Regions from separate parts of the Athene noctua genome. Here region 1 is linked to region 2. A link is a contact called in public Hi-C data. All regions are on one chromosome and are shown on one strand. The core of a region is the stretch at or near the end of the contact, and the rest is flanking DNA. Distances in the headings are between cores, read along the strand shown. Region 1 holds the start of CDKL5 (cyclin dependent kinase like 5). Region 2 holds the start of PPEF1 (protein phosphatase with EF-hand domain 1).

Region 1 (2,700 bases), core at 51-2,550, 160 kb before region 2:
CTCTGCCAGTTGAGCTTCATCCAAAAGGGATCTACTTCATGCACTCCCAACACCACTCCACACTGAATCAAAGCACTGTAAGCAGAGATGATGACAGGGTTTACTTCAACAATGTATCCCTGATCCAAACTAAAACATTTAAGTGCCCTGAGGCTCATGAAGCAGTCTGTGTGGAACAACAAACGAAAATGAGGAGCCTGATTTTTATGCACTGAAGTACCTTAAGTTCTCTTATCTGTGTGGTTTATTTTAAGGTTCATATCCTTACAAAAGAAATACACTTTTGGTTAGTGTTAGATTAGCAATACCCAGCCATCGCTGAGTCTTACTGCATGTTATGTCCAGTGGGCTTCATAACATTTTTCTAATTTAAACAACCATTGAAGCATACCAAAATGGGAGCTGAGTTCAAGCATCCATAACTTGTAGAACTGCTCTTTACCATGATGCATGTGATATTCGATGTTTTGCTGAAAGTGGCAGCTGAACACGACTTTAGTTTTTAACTGTATTTTTCATTTGTTTGAACAAAGCTAGAAAGCGCAAGGCTTACAGGCACCAGCAACAGAATCTGCAAGTTGAGATTATGGTTTTGTAAAGGCTGGAGAAATGCTTGAGTGCTGGAAACGTTTTCACCGTTTCAGGAGCTGGTTTGAAAAAAAAAAGGAGATACTGATTTTTAACATCCCTGCTATCCATCCATCCATCCATCCATCCATCCATCCATCCATCCATCGCAGCAGCTCTTACGGCCCTTCTCCACACCCCCCGCCCCTCATTCCGCACACGGGTGACTAACGGCTCTGCGTGCCGGGGGCGTGGATCAGTTTCCATGCCAAAAAAAAAAAAAAAAAAAAAGCCATCTGTTAGGAGAAATCCCCCCGAACGAAGAGCCACCTGCCGTACGGGGAAGGCCACTGCCCTGCCGAGGGCTGAGCCCCGCACCTCCACCTGCCCCCGCTGCCAGCGGAGGTGTCACTGCTGCCTCCGCTCCTACAGCCGGACACCGCTCAGCTACCGACCGCCGCTGCCCCGACGCGAGCCCCGGAGTCCGCGACGCCCGGAGACCCGCACCCGTCGCTCGGCAGCTGCGAGTCAACCGAACCTGCCGCGAGAGGGGGCGGTGCCGAAGCTAAGGGAGGTGCCATCGGGGGCGGGATTAAGAAGGCTCAAGCCTCGCTTCTATTGGTCAAGGAGGGTGTGGGCGCGGCTCGGGTTCGCTCCCTCCTGTGTCACTGGAGGGAGAAAGTGTCATTGTAGGTTTAGGGGTGGGGCTGGGCGGCTAGTGGTATCGGTTGAGCGCCGCGCTAGGGAGGGACCGCGGCGGGTGGGGGAGCGGAGTGAGGGGGCGGCGGCGGGCCAGTGAGTGCGCGCCGCCGTGTGTAACGAGAGCAGCGGCAGCGCCGGAGCGGAGGTAGGGCAGCTGCGCCGCGCCGGGCGAGCGCCGGGAGGTCGCCCCTTGCCCTCCGCCGCCCTCACCTGTCACCTCCCGGCTGCCGCGGGGGCAGCCCCGCGCCTCGGCTCCCGTCCCTTCCCCCCCGTCCCGCCCCCCGTCCAGCCGCACGACCCCCGCTGCTCGCCACCCACCCTACTCCCCGCTGCCGTCGCCGCCGCTGAGCGGCCGCCGCCCACCCTCCCCCCATCCCGCCGGGAGCCGATTCCTGGCGCTGCCGCGGCGGGCGCGGGGCTGGTGGGTGCCTCCGCCGGCGGGCAGCGCCGCGCCGCGCCCCGCTCCGCAGCCCAGGTGCTCCCGGCCGGCGGCGGGGCGAGGCGGCCGTGCCCGGCGGGGTCGGGCGGCGGCGCGGTGTCCGCTCGCTGCCCCTCTCGGAGGGGGCAGAGCCCGCGGGCGCGGTCCTTCCGCGGTCCCGCCGGCCGCGGTTTCACTGAGGTGCCCGCGGCGGAGCGGGGGGGGGGCGGCGGCGGCGGCCGCCTGTGGGATTCCGCCCGTGGGATTCCGCCCGTGTTCGTTGTCGTGGCTCCCTTGCCCCTCTTCCTCCCTGATACCGGCTTCCGCCTGGCGAGAAGGGCTCGTGGCTTTTTCTATAAAGATACTCCTTAGATTATTGCGATTTGAGGGAGGGAGTGTTTCTCTGTTTTGGTTGGGGGTTTTTTGTGTGGTGGCTTTTTTTTTTTTTTTTAAATTTATTTAATCAGTCGCACTGTTGCTGGGTTTGTGCATTTTCTGTGCCAGTTATGAGAAAATACACTATTTGTTATCGGGTAGGTAGGTGGTGATGGAGAGCATCAGAGGGGACAACACCCAGGAGAGGAGGCTGTTCCTCACTTGGAGCCGCTAGGAAGAAGAGGGATGCCGGGATTCCCATTGCTGGGCTATTCCTTGATTCCGCTCTCAGGTTTCGTTTCATATATTGGTCGGTGAGCAGGGAAAAGTGGGTTGCTATCCTTGGCCTTGAGCGTATGGAAGGGAAAAGGGATTTTTTTTCAAGCAAGGTTTTGTGTGTTTGCAGCAATGCCTCTTCTTGGGCTGGAGGAGCAAGCAGCTCCCTTCCTATTCCATTCTCTTCAGTGTATGTGAGGGCTCTGCGTGCAGTTGCTGCTGCTCAACTACTCCAGCCTCTCTCTCAGAGATCCTCCTCCTGTCTGCATCGTGTACTGCCTACCATTGCTGCGGCAGGTAGCAGTCTGAAACAGCAACAGCGTGAAACTGCCATAGTGAAATTAGTAATGATCATGCAAATT
Region 2 (2,700 bases), core at 168-2,667:
ATGTCTTGGCCCCAGCACTCATTAGGACTCCCACGCACAGACAGATGCCATGGCAGCATCCATGCCCAGAGGCTACCCTTTTCTAAAGGCTTGCATGTGCAAAACGAGACAACATGTTATAACTCACAAGTTAAACTGCTCTGAGGCAAGCTGAGATTGGTTCTTTCTTTCCCAATTAATAAAAACGATACACACAGTACAGGGGAAAACAAGGACAAAGTTAACTGTGCTTGTTAGCTGTGCACTGTGAAAAGCACTGACCTCCCCTCAGCACTCAAACACTTCTCCAAACACAGAGGTGAAAGCAACAGTGCTCCAGTCAGCCCCGGTGAGACCTCTCCTTGGGGATGTGTCAGGCTGCAGCCTTCACCACGGCCACGTAGGTGCTCGCATGCCCTTGGCCCTGCCTGGGAGGAGGCACAGGCCACTGCTTCTCCCTGCTGCCACCATGGCTGCCTCTGGTCTCAGCAATCCCCTTGGTTACCCAGCTGAGGGACCATAGTAAGGTGGGGATCCCTCACCTGTGCTGGCGGGGAAAGGCTGCTCTCGTAGGTGGCATTCAGCTGTGCCGAGGACAAAACCTCTGACCCATGGCAGGGAGAGACCCTGTCTGCACCTCACCACAGCAGCCAGCCCAAGCCTGTTACACCTGGGGCCCAAAGGAAGACACACAATGGCCCCAAACGGCCCGTAGATCGAGCAGGCTTAAAAGGAGGGGCAACACTCTTTTATTAGGCTTCCAACTGCCCGTCCCCCTGCCCAGGTGACCCGCAGCTCAGCAAGGCCTCGTCACAGAGGCCCACAGCCCCTGTGCCACTGTGGTCCTCCCCTCCACACCCAAGGCTGGGGGGCTACCGGCCACTATGAAATGGCGCCCAGGGAGTACAGTATGGTGAGCGGCCAGATTAAAAACTTGTAAATCCTGTCCTGCACTGCTGTGCTAGGCAGGCAGGTGGAGAGAGCGCCCACTGCTTCAGCACCTCAGAGCGCTGGCTCGAGCCAGCCCTCACTGAGTCTCTGCATTTTGTTTGACGTTATTGCAGAAACGGAGCTTTTTAGGGGAAAAAAGCAACGGCTGCAGGGACACTGTCTATAGTATGTTCATAGTCTGAAATATGTGCTATTGCACAGGGCCCGTAGAAAGGATGCTGCAACGCCAATATTTCCTGCCGGAGGGGCTTTTCTGCTCTCCTTGCACAGCACAGCTCCTCCTCTGCCGCAGGCTGGCCCCGCCGCACTTACTTTCAGTGTTTATGGGGCTGCCCGTCTTGGGGAGAAAAGAAGCAAACCGAGCCTCATCGCAAATGACGTGAGACTGAAAGTAAACACAAAAACGACGCGGCCGCTGCTGGTTCCACTGGGGCTCGAACCCAGGACCTTCTGCGTGTAAAGCAGACGTGATAACCACTACACTATGGAACCGCCACGTTAGCCGTGCGCGGCGGCACTGCCCCTATCGACGAGACGCCGCGCGCCTCCTCCCGCGCCGCCCCCGCGCGGGCCGCCGTTGGGCGCGCGGCGGGCCGTTGGGGCACCGCTCCGGAGGGCGGGAGTGCCGGCCAGCTCCCCGCAGCTGCACCCCCCGCGCTTTTATTGTCTGGGGAGTTTTTGTGGTTTCTTTTTTTTTTTTTTTTTTAAGTTGCTGGTTAATTAAAAATGTAGTCATTAAAGCATTATCTTAACGCGTTTTCTGCCCCTCAGATAGCTCCAGAGGAGCAGTGAAGGGGGTAAATCACTTTACCAGCTGTGCCGCTGTGGGGAAGCCCAAGGTAAACTGCTTTTGTGCGGGTGCTGTAGGAGTGTCTCCGAGCGTTCGGGCCTTTCAGCTGGCGGCCTCGGGCCCAGGTCTGCCCCACCAGACCCGGCCCAGAGAGGCGGGTAATGCACCTGGAGGGCCCCGGTCCTGACGCTGCGTTTCGTGGGTGCTGCGAGCGCTCCCTTCGGTACGTCCTTGCTGGCAGGCTGTGCGCCCCTAAGGTGATCACCTCCAGCCCCACTTGGGAAATAGCTGGCAAGCCCCTTCCTGCGCATCCTGCTGCTCCTGTGCTCGCATTAACTGGAGAACGGAGGTCGTTGCCTTGGTGCATTTCCCCTCGGTACCCTGCAGGTTGACCAAAGCATGGCAGAGGCAGGCTGAGCGCCGTGAGAGGTGCAGCAACACCCCAGCCGCTTCGGGGCGGCCTGGCCGCGTGGATTTCGTGGAAATCAGTCGGGCGCTGCACCGCTTACTGCATAGCGTTTTCAGCGCTCTTCGCGGTGGGGGAAGAAGGTGTAGGTGATGTCCTCGGTGCAGGAGACGGTGTGTAGAGACAGCACAGCCTGAAGTATGTCCGTGTCAGTAATGACCATTAGGAAGCTGTCGTGTGGTGCCCAATGGATCTGCGAAAGTTAACCATTTATCCCCTCAGACACAGCACGGGACACCCTAATCGGTGTTTTTAAAACGAGACGTGAAAGCAAGACCTTTCGCTTTCTAAACTCCACCTCGAGAGCGTCGAGAATTTTCCTTTACACGCAGGGTGGAGGCCCTGAAAGCGGACCTTCCCCCCTCGCCCTCCTTCCCACCCTGCCACACCTCGTCGTGTAGCACGTAAAGCCCGCGAGTGCCTGCGGCAGGGGACCGGAGCGGCTGCGGGGGGCGGCCCGGGCCGCTGGGCGGGGCTGCGGCCGGCTCCCGTTGCGGTACGGCATTGCCAGCAG

The links. A called contact is a pair of places that touch in the nucleus more often than the background predicts.
Region 1: a contact with region 2 is called in a Hi-C map of heart, with 2.7 times the contacts expected there. The contact joins the promoter of CDKL5 here to the promoter of PPEF1 in region 2. A contact is called at or near these places in 2 of 2 Hi-C or Micro-C datasets (heart and liver).

Annotation. Positions count from the first base shown.
Region 1 is chr1:179,422,899-179,425,598 of bAthNoc1.hap1.1, reverse strand. It overlaps CDKL5 (cyclin dependent kinase like 5), which reads left to right and starts at 1,300. Exons shown (of 17, transcript XM_074906597.1): 1 at 1,300-1,414.
Region 2 is chr1:179,259,395-179,262,094 of bAthNoc1.hap1.1, reverse strand. It overlaps PPEF1 (protein phosphatase with EF-hand domain 1), which reads left to right and starts at 1,417. Exons shown (of 17, transcript XM_074906542.1): 1 at 1,417-1,769. It overlaps TRNAV-UAC (transfer RNA valine (anticodon UAC)), which reads right to left and starts at 1,422; the gene lies at 1,350-1,422.